2 separate regions of the Mus musculus genome follow, and region 1 is linked to region 2. Evidence: chromatin contacts called from public promoter capture Hi-C data. All regions are on one chromosome and are shown on one strand. Each heading gives the region's core, a stretch centred on a gene start, on an enhancer-like site or on the middle of the called end of the contact. The rest is flanking DNA. Distances are from core to core; before and after follow the strand shown.

The links. Capture Hi-C pulls out chosen DNA fragments and counts their contacts.
Region 1: a contact with region 2 is called in a promoter capture Hi-C map of pancreatic islet. The contact joins two enhancer-like sites. A contact is called at or near these places in 2 of 484 Hi-C or Micro-C datasets (B cells and bone marrow-derived macrophages), 3 of 115 datasets of contacts at active chromatin or transcription factors (the HPC-7 cell line, embryonic stem cells and pancreatic cancer cells) and 3 of 9 other capture datasets (adipose tissue, liver and pancreatic islet).

The regions. Positions count from the first base shown.
Region 1 is chr14:74,960,518-74,965,398 of GRCm38.p6, forward strand. No RefSeq gene overlaps it. Among named protein-coding and RNA genes, the nearest start is that of Gm4278, 12 kb to the right of the region's middle. Within about 2 kb of position 2,379, at least 20 of the 459 cell types and tissues checked have an H3K27ac peak or open chromatin away from gene starts, as enhancers often do. A contact at or near this core is called in pancreatic islet, where this site is marked.
Region 2 is chr14:74,881,650-74,886,980 of GRCm38.p6, forward strand. The region is part of intron 1 of Lrch1 (leucine-rich repeats and calponin homology (CH) domain containing 1); the gene reads right to left. Among named protein-coding and RNA genes, the nearest start is that of Gm10847, 38 kb to the right of the region's middle. Within about 2 kb of position 2,767, at least 100 of the 459 cell types and tissues checked have an H3K27ac peak or open chromatin away from gene starts, as enhancers often do. A contact at or near this core is called in pancreatic islet, where this site is marked.

The DNA.
Region 1 (4,881 bases), core at 1,129-3,628, 78 kb after region 2:
GCCAGGGAGCTAACTTATGCTTGCCTAGCATATGTGAAGCTCTGGGTTCATCTTTACGATGCCAAACAAGACAGCAAAGAATGTTGGGAAGAGGCTTCCAATAAGACAATAGACATCTCCAGAGTCCCTTCTGTAGGCAGGGCCACACCTTGGAGTCTGGAGTGAGCCTGTTTGCTGCTCGGCCAAGAAAGCCTTAGGAATCTTGTTCAGCTTCTCCAGTTCTATAGATTGGGAAACTAAAAAAAAAAAAAAAAAAAGTGCCTGAAGGTACATTGCCCAATACCATTCACCTGGCCAGACAGAGTACTGCTCAGAACGTGATCTCCAACTCCTGACTGCTCTTATTCCCTTCAGTCCTTGTTTTAGTTTGGTTTCTGTTGCTGTGATAAAACAGTCGTCAAAACCAACTCCCGGAAGAAAGGGTTTATTTGGCTTGACTTCCACATCACAGTTCCTCACCAAGGGAAGTCAGGACAGGAGCTTGAGGCAGGAATTGAAACAGAGGCCATGGAGGAACACTGGGTGCTAGCTTATTTCCCATGGATTGCTCATTTTGCTTGCCTTCTTTTCTCTTTCTTTCTTTCTTTCTTTCTTTCTTTCTTTCTCTCTCTCTCTCTCTCTCTCTCTCTCTCTTTCTTTTCTTTTTTTCTTTTATTGGATATTTTCATTTACATTTCAATATTTACATTTCAAATGTTATCCCCTTTCCAGGTCTCCCCTCTGGAAACCCTCTATCCCATGCCTACTCCCCCTGCCTTATGAAACTGTTTTCCCACCCACCCACTCCTGCCTTCCTCCCTGGAATTTCCCTACACTGGGGCATCGAACCCCCACAGGACCAAGGGCCTCTCCTCCCAGTGATGTCCAACAAGACCACATATGCGGCCAGAGCCATGGGTCCCTCCACGTGTACTCTTTGGTTGGTGGTCCAGTCTCTGGGAGCTCCAGGGGATCTGGCCAGTTGAAACTGTTGCTCCCCTCCATTGGGGATGCAAACCCCCTCAGCTCCTTCAGTCCCTTCTCCAATTTCTCCATCGGGGACCCACACTCAGTCCAATGATTGGCTGTGAGCATCCACCTCTGTGTTTGTCAGGCTCTGGCAGAGCCTCTCAGGAGACAGTTCAGGACTACCTGCCTAGGGGTAGCACAACCCAGGGTCAGCTGGGCCTTCCTACATCGATCATTGAGAAAAATGCCCCTTCAGACATGCCTATATGCCATCTGATAAGGCAGTTTCTCAACTGAAGGTCCCTCTTCAGGTGACTCTAGTTTGTGTCTAGTTGATGAAAACTAACCAGCACCATCCTCTTGGGGGTGGAAGTCATTGCCCGTGCAATTACCTGCCATGCTGAGATTTGCTGCTGCTTCCCTTCAGTTCAGTTCTGTTTTCCTCCCAGTGTGGCGTCACTGGAGAGGTTTGGCCTCGGTGCTGCTAGCTATAGGCTATGGTTCCAGCTGGTCCAAGGGACCTCAGATAGTTTGCCTACTTGACTCTTGACTGTAACTGTATGTCTTGGACAAAGCGAGACCCAAGAGAAGGCTCTGGGTGAGCTAGATCCCACTTCATGTGTTGGCCTTTCTGGACTGGCTTCCTCTAGACCTGTGGTACAGAATATTTCAGCATGGCGAGTCGTTTGAGATTTGAAAAAGAAAAATGTATACCCTCTCCTCATAAAAATTCATCTTTTTAAAAAATTAGGTATTTATTTCATTTATATTTCCAATGCTATCCCAAAAGTCCCCTACACGCTCCCCCACCCACTCCCCCACCCACCCACTCCCACTTCTTGGCCCTGGAGTTCCCCTGTACTGAGGCATATATAAAAATTCATCTTAACTTCTACACAGAGAGCTATGTACAAAAATTTCAAAGGTATTGGAGTTTCTCTGAACCCTCAAGGCTGGTCAGATACTGTCACTGACCACACTGCATACTAAGGTTCTCAAAAACAAACAAAGAAGGAAAAAAAGGGAGGGAGAAAGGAAGGGAGGGAGGGAGGGAGAGAGGGAGGAAAACTTGAAGGCATTCAATTCCATGAGAAAATCTCTGAAAATATTATATACAGCAAGTTTTGACTCTTTGGGCCTCTCTGACACTGGATTATCACACAGAGGGAACAGTAGCAGCCAGATCTCATCTCAGCCCTCACATCCGTGGGGTGAGTGTGGATAGAACGTGAATGTGTGGAAGGAAACCACAGGCTCTGACTTCCATACTCAGAACCCCTGCTTAGGTTTCTAGGGCCAAACTCCCAAGTGGTTCTCTACCTTGCCTTTCTTAATTACTTGGGAGGTTGGATTATTCATGTGTATTCAAGCTCTTTCCAGTGTCCCTGACATCTGGCTGATGACCCAACACCCTATGTCAACAGCAAGATATGAGTACCCACCCTTTGCTGGAGTACAGAACTCAGCAATCATGAACAGCGTGGCTGCCCAGTGTGTGGCTCATTTCCCAGTGACCCACATGATCTCCTGCCTGAATCTGTGGTAAATGGTAAACAGGTGTTTAGACAGCATTTGAGTCACCTGGAATGTTACCTTTGACAAGAACTAGTGGATGTTTCACACAAAGGCAGAGATCTTTTCTGATTAAATACCTCATATTCACCTTCATGGTAAAAATCTCATGAGTCGAGAGCGTCTCTGGCACCTTTGTTGACTGATTTACCCAGATTTCCGTCCAGCACTATCTCCATTTTGTTTAAACAGTGATTGCACAAGGGAAAGAAAACTGCATGGTTAGCACTTTCAGCCACAATTTTCTGTTTTCGTGCTTCATATGGGGAACGTGATCATATGGGGAATGTGATTCTGTAGATTACCTTGTGTGCTGACGGGAGACAGGGAGCGAAGAGCAGGAAGGGGAAGAGGTGAGACCAAAAGAAGTGAAATTCCCACAGTGGAGTGCAGACTCATGGTGCAAAACGAGAGAACCACACAGATTTCAGTTCCTTGAGACTCCTTGGGTTGTAGTGCATGCACTGGCCATTTCAAATTGCCTGTGCCTTTTCCTACACACACACAAAAATTAGATCCAGATGGCTGAGTTAACCAATAGCTTTTTTTCAGGCGGGGCCTTTTTGTGGCTCTGAGGTAGAGTGTGTGAGGCCCTGGGTTCAACCCTGGGCACTTTAAAACCTACGGGATAAGGAGTGGGTTGGGAGGTAGGCTCTCCCAAAAGGAGGCCAAGCTGATGTTTGTGCCTCCCTTCCAACTTCCTTTTGGCTTGAAAAATAATTTGAATGCAAATGAGAAATATTGGGCTCTTAATAGTTGACTGTTTTCTTAGTCATTAACCATGTGAATTAGGTAGGCAAGCATTCATCAGCCACCTCTCCACATAACCCCAGCAAGTTTAGAGAAAAGCCCACAGGGCTTTCTTTTTTTCTTTTCTTTTTTTTTAATAAAACATGTGTGAATCATGTGACCTGGTGCAGTTACTGAGAATGGTGATGAAAATCTGACTTACAACGCAGCTTTGCAAGTTACAGTTTAGTTTTCTTCCCTTTGGCTTCCCGCTTGGCTCTTCCTCTTCTGAGTAAAAGAAGCTCGACTCCGTAAGCAAGATCAGATAAGCTCGGAAAAATCACACACGCTACAGCTATGTCTAAATTACAGTGCTAGGGCTATTTTTAAATATAAATAAATAGTGTACATATAAATAAAATATAAGATATTAATAAACTATAAACATTTAAAAGTAAAATATAATTACATCACTTCTTTCCTTGCCTTTCATCCCTCCAACCCCTTCCATATACCATGCTCTCCTTTCTCTCTCTCAAATCCATGGCCTTTATTTCTTTAATATATATGTACATGTAAATATTATATACATATGTATATTATTATATATTATATTACATATTGTATACATGTGTATATTGTATATACATGTACATATATGTATATATACAGATACACATATCTGTATGTATATATAGAGAGATATAAATATATATTATATCTGTATGTGTATATGTTTGTGTATATACATATATATATGTGTGTGTGTGTATGTGTGTGTATACACACACACAAATATAAAGCCTGCTTAGCCTGTATAATATTACTTGTATGTATGTGATTTCAGGGTTGACCACTTAGTATTGGATAACCAATTGAAGCCTCTTCCCTGGGGAGGACTATTTTTTCCACTCTTAGTGTCCCTCTGTCATCTGTAGCTTTTTGTCGAGGGGATTTCCCCCTTCCATATTAGTATATCAATTGGTTTCATCTTTGTTCAAGTCTTCTTTAGGAATCCATATTGTTGAAACTTCATGGGTGTAGTTTTCCTGGCTTTTCTGGAAGATCTCACAGCAGACTTTCTGGTCCCCTCTGGCTATCACAATCTTTCTGCCCCTTTTCTGAAATGTTCCTTGAGCCTTAGATAGAGGAGTTGCTTTGTAAAGTTGATTGGTTGTGGTTTTCTGTAATGGTCTCCCTGTTGCAAAGAGAGATCGCCTTGGCAAGGGGTGAGAGCTACACTGTATGTACCAGAATAACTATTTAGAATACAGTTAGGAATTACATTGGTTTAGTAAAGTAGTGGTTGAAAGTTCTCCTCCAAGACCCATGGTATCACTAACCCTGGGTTAGTGGCTAGACTCCCAATACTAGGCATTATTTCCCTCAGTTGAGCAGGCCTTACGTTTAAGTAGAGTCAATGGTTACTGCCAACATACAATGTGTCACTGATGCACCTTGGGCTTATTGTGCCATGCTGGTGGTTGTTCTGATGAAAGTTCTTGAAAAGGCTAAGGTCACAGCAATACTACTGTGCGTTGTATCCACAGAACCAATGTATTATTTAAAAAGTACATCCTCTTTCTGCCTGTCAGCTATGTTGCTGTGGCCATGGCATTTATTCTCTCTAGA
Region 2 (5,331 bases), core at 1,517-4,016:
TGTTTTGTCCAATTTAAAAAAAAAAATATTCAAACCACCAGGTTTTCCACAGTCTTTCACATTCCTTCCACCAAGAGGCAACAACTAAGGATCTCTCTATTCCCACTCCTCAACTGTACGCAGTCCTACTATCTGAATGAACGAACAGGAGGCAAGAAATTTAACTGTGGGACATCCAAGGTGAAATGGGCTCTTCCAGTTTCTCCTGGAAAACTCACTTCAGAGCCTTGGCCCAATGCAACAAAGACTTCCCACAAGGAGAGGCCAGGTGCAGAAGACACAAAGTTTGCAGGGAGCCCAGCAGTTCTAGCCCAGGCTGCTACATTCCTCCACACTCAGTTTTAGACTTATGAGCTAAGAAACCTTTGGGGTCAACTCAGCTCCAGCTACCTTCTAACAGCAACTCAGAAATGCTCTAAGCCAGAACTCCTGGCTGGGGCCACTCATGGCACAGAATAAAGAACAAGATAAGTGATTAATATTGTCATAGCTCTGGCCCATCATGAACGTATCATAGGTTACTTGGACAACACCTATTTATTTCTCATGGTTCCAGAAGCCAGAGCTCACAATTAATTAAGAAGACAGCTGATAAGGCATTTCAGATCACATGGTGGAAAAGGTCTTGTAACTGATTCATGAGGGCTTCCCTCTAATGGCCTGATTATCTCCCACCAGCCTCACCTCTCAGCAACACCCATTAGAGGTTAGGGTTTCAACAGAGCATTTGAGGAGACTACAAACATTCCGTCTCCAGTGTTGTTTTAAGCTACTATTTGAGGGTGAGCAATTTCATGGCCATAACTGGATGAAACACAGAGATACACAGATGTTAGGCAAGTTTGAAGTTTAATGCCCATAGCTGGGATGAAGGGAACCAGGGGGCAAACAGAACATCTGGGCTGGATGTCAAGGTGCTAACAGGAGATCACAAGCACTTGGATGGGAGAGAGGCTGGGAATGCAATTAGACAAAGCTGCACCGTTACATGGGTAGGTAGATGGATTTGGTTAGACACGGGGCTAGAACAGAGCTCACTGCAGCAAACAGCCTGAGAAGATGGCCTGGGCTCTCTGTGAGCCTAACTCAGGGCTAAGAATGACAGGTGACAGGCCAATGTTTAGTTTTTAAAAAAAAAGGAAGAGGAAGAACTTGAGTAACAAGATGAATCCACCCACCACAAAATCCTGCTAAATGCCACTGTATCAAGGGTTAAAAATGTATCTCTGACACATAATTAACATTCTTGGGGTTAGCCAAGTGATCCATCATGATGTTAATGCTTTCTTCTTCATCTTGATTTAAAACAGATTGTGTCGCCAGGGCAAACAGCTGAATCTAAGTTCCCGCCCCCACAGCTGTCCAGCCTCCCACCTGTCCCAGGACCTCCCTAGAATGGAACGCCCTACCCCCCCATCCCCATCCCACACACACATACACACACACACACACCACCCCCACTTCACTGATTTTTGTTTTTTCTGCAAGACTTCAAGCCTCTATGGCTTTCATTAAAATCCAACTCAAACTACTAGCATTCCACCGAAGGTGGAGGCGTACGTATTCGCTAGGAAATAAATGGAAGAGAACAGGGCACTAGCAAAAAACTCTCACTGTAAAGCTAAGTGAATCGGATCCCAGCCAGTTCCCTTCATGCTGCAGGAAACGCTTTCATCCCTCCAGCCTCCAGCCCACGCCATCCACGTCACACTCCAGGCGACAAAATGAAGGAAGGTGACTGCACGGCAGCGTGTTCTGTTCTGTCTGTCTTTCAGCAACTTAGCCTGGCAGGCAAAATTGTTGAAAGTGAGGAACAGAGGCAGAGCTGCATAACTCACGGTGAGTTAAGAGAAGTGGGTGGGGCAGCAGCCTTGGAAAGCATGACCCATCCATCCATAGTCAGTGATAAAAGGTGACATGCTTAAACACATCCCTCAAGGAAAAGGTTGACTTCAATGAAAAGCAAGCAAACACACACCCACACACACACACACACACACCCACACACACACACACACACACCAAACCTGATGAGGATGAGTAGGTGTTTTTCAAAAATCTAACTAACCATACTTTGTTTCACTGGTGCTGGGAAGCTCACACTTTATAGGTGGTTTAAGACTCTTAAATTAGGGCCTGTGAGATAGCTCAGTAGGTAAAGGTGCTTGCTGCCAAGCCTGAGAACCTAAGTTCAATTCCCAGGTCTCACATGGTAGAGAAAGACGGACTTCTGAAATTGATCCTCCATATGCATGGTGAACACACACAAACGCACTACAATAAATAAATGTAGTAAGCATTTATAAACTAATTTTATTATTATATGTAAGTACACTGTAGCTATCTTTAGACACACCAGAAGAGGGTGTCAGATCTCATGACAGATGGTTGTGAGCCACCATGTGGCTGCTGGGATTTGAACTCAAGACCTTCTCTCCAGCCCATGAACTGATTTTAAAAGGCTCTTAAGCCAATCACATTTGTGGATCTCCCCATCCTTACAGCTTGTCTTGTCTCCCTCACTCTCCTTCCATACCTGTCTCCTGCAGTACCACGGCACTTCTGAGAGCCCCTACCCAGCCTTCACATGCTAATCACCCGAGCACTATATCTTATCTTGCACAAAAAAACCTGGGCCGGTCCCTGGCAATTACCACCATTAATCAGAAACTGCTCCCAAGATAAAACCAGATTGCATTAAACATACCAGATGATGAGTCCCTAGCTCACAGGGACTCTGTAGCCTCCTAGCAGCTGCTCCCAGGAGAAGCAGAACGCTGGCCCAGTCCGAAACCACTCGCCCAATTACAGTGGAGGCCAATGACAGGCCAGCATCTTTAAACCACACTAAAAGCTTCAACCTCGGCTTACTCTGGGCCACGCGCCAGAGGGATCGGCTATTATACCGGGCAGCCTGGCCCCTTGCAAATACTGTTTTCCCAAAAGGCTTCAGCTTTCACTGAGCAGCTCCTGCACAACAAAGCCAGTTCAGGGAAATTACCGAGGACAAACTTCCTAAAGAAACAGCGAGTGTAAAACCTTCTCAATAGGCAGGCCCTGTGTCCCTGCACCCTGCTAGAAAACCCTAGGGGAGGGCAAGTTGTTCAAATTAGAAACTAATTTATATCCTTAGCTTATTCTTAGTATGAAATGATTTCAACAGATACGATAGAATAAAAAAAAAAAACAACAACAACAAAAAACAAAACAACAACAACAACACATATACTGAAATTTTTCATCTTTCAGGTCCTTTGACCCCTGAACAGTTCCTTTGGGGGTTATGCGAGTGTCGTTTGTCCTGAATATTCTAGAGCCACACTTTCATGTCAGTAGTACAGTGAAGAAGCTCAACAGATACTGGAATCCAATCCACTTACAAGGGTTCCACAAGCCCGTACCTGTTGCCAGAGGCAAGGTCAGGATTCACACTGCTTTTTAATGAGCCTCTGCCAGTGAGCCTCATGCAGACACTTGTCTGTTAGCAAAGATGCAAATCATACCCACCCAGGCTGAAGGGAAGCAAATCCACTCAGCAGTCAAGATGTGGCAGGTTAGCTCTGTGCCCTAGGTAGGTCTTCAGTGTTGCTTAACGGTCTCAACCAGGCGGATGGCTGGCCGAAGGAATCCCATCAACACAGGAATCCCATCAACAGAGAAGGCACGAGTTAAGCCTGCTAAACGCTTAACATGGTTGCTGTTTTTGAAAGGTGTAGAGTGTGTGTGTGTGTGTGTGTGTGTGTGAGTGTGCGTGTGCGTGCGCGCGCGTTATATAAATCATGGGTAAGTATGTGTAACATTCTAATAATCCCAGCACTCTCTTGAACTAACATCGGGTAAGTATGGCAAGCATTTTACCAACTACGCTACCATTCCAGCTGCTCTATGAAAGTTGCGCATCTCGCACATTTTATCCCTGGGCTCCTTCAGCAACGTAGCATGTTCCATTTAACTCAGCTCCTTAGGACTGCTTTATACACCAGCTTATGCAAGCACCCTATCACAGAGAGAAGAAGAATGCGGTTTGATAGGGTTTAGAGTCTTATGTCTGCAGCACAGGCAATAATAAACCTATTCATCAAATAAACCCCTTGAGCACTTGAGAACACAAACTAGAGAAGACAGAAAGAAGCCTTCAGGATCGACAGTGGAAGCTGTTCAGGGCAAGCTCACCCACCTGAGGACTGTTCCACTTTATCGCAAGGCAGTGTCCACAAATACTGACCACAAAACCACAAGGTAACTGGTGGCTTTACATTTTCTTGACATGCTGGCTTTATAAAACTTTATAATATCGAGGGTGTTAAAATATCAAATTTATTCAAATACAATAAGAGTCTGACTTAATTCTTTTTTTTCTGAGAGATCTAGTTAGGGCAACAGCCAAGAATCAGGTACAGCTCCACTCCCCCATTACACCTTACCTCCACCTGGCTCCTCTCTAACACCAGCAGAGTCACCTGTTAGGAAGCAGATGCAAGTCTGTGGCGCACCTGTTAAATACCTCTCACAGTTTGCTGCTGCCCCAGACCAAAGGCCACTCTGGATTTTCTGTTCCAAGTATGGTATAGCAGATCTAGGTCCTGACTAGTTATTTGAGCAGTATGCCTGGCATTCCTTCGGTGAAACACCACTGGTCCCACCCCTCCAAGCTCCTCAGGGAATGAGACATGCACAGATGTAGAAAATGCACTGTGGAGCCAGCCTGCAGCCCTCTTCTCAAGAATGGGCAGGTAGCATTTTGCCGACAGAAGTATCCCATTTGATGTACATTCATCAGTACTCAAAGAACCTTGTGAACACGAATGAAATAGAGAGAGAAAAACTTGTGGATACCAAACATCTGTGCTCATCACAGCCCTCACAGAAGACCCCAGACTGGGAGCTGAGGCATCTGTATGGCAGCGGGAAGAGCTGAGCAGGCACCTAAGGCTGCCAGCCTCTGCTCGCAGGGCCAGGAACACCCACACCACCAGCAACAAAGAGAACTCGGCAAACTGAATTACACAGCCCATGGGAGTCAAGAACCCTTACAATCAATCCAGGAAATGTTTCAGCCCGCCATACAACACAGCTAATTAATTCTCTTTAGTTAATGACCAACTCCATGTCTTAGGCAGAAAAAAAAGGGAAAGTGCTAATCTGACAATGTCTGGTACTGTCATAATTAAAACTCGGGTTAAATACTAAGCAGGAAAACATCCAACCCCAAAGCAAAGTTCTCCACAGTTAACAATGCAAAGGGAATAAACAGCAAGGCCCTGTGGACTTCAGCTATGGAGCTCCATAGTGCTTCAGAAAGACATGCTGGCTTACAAGATGGTTCTCTGG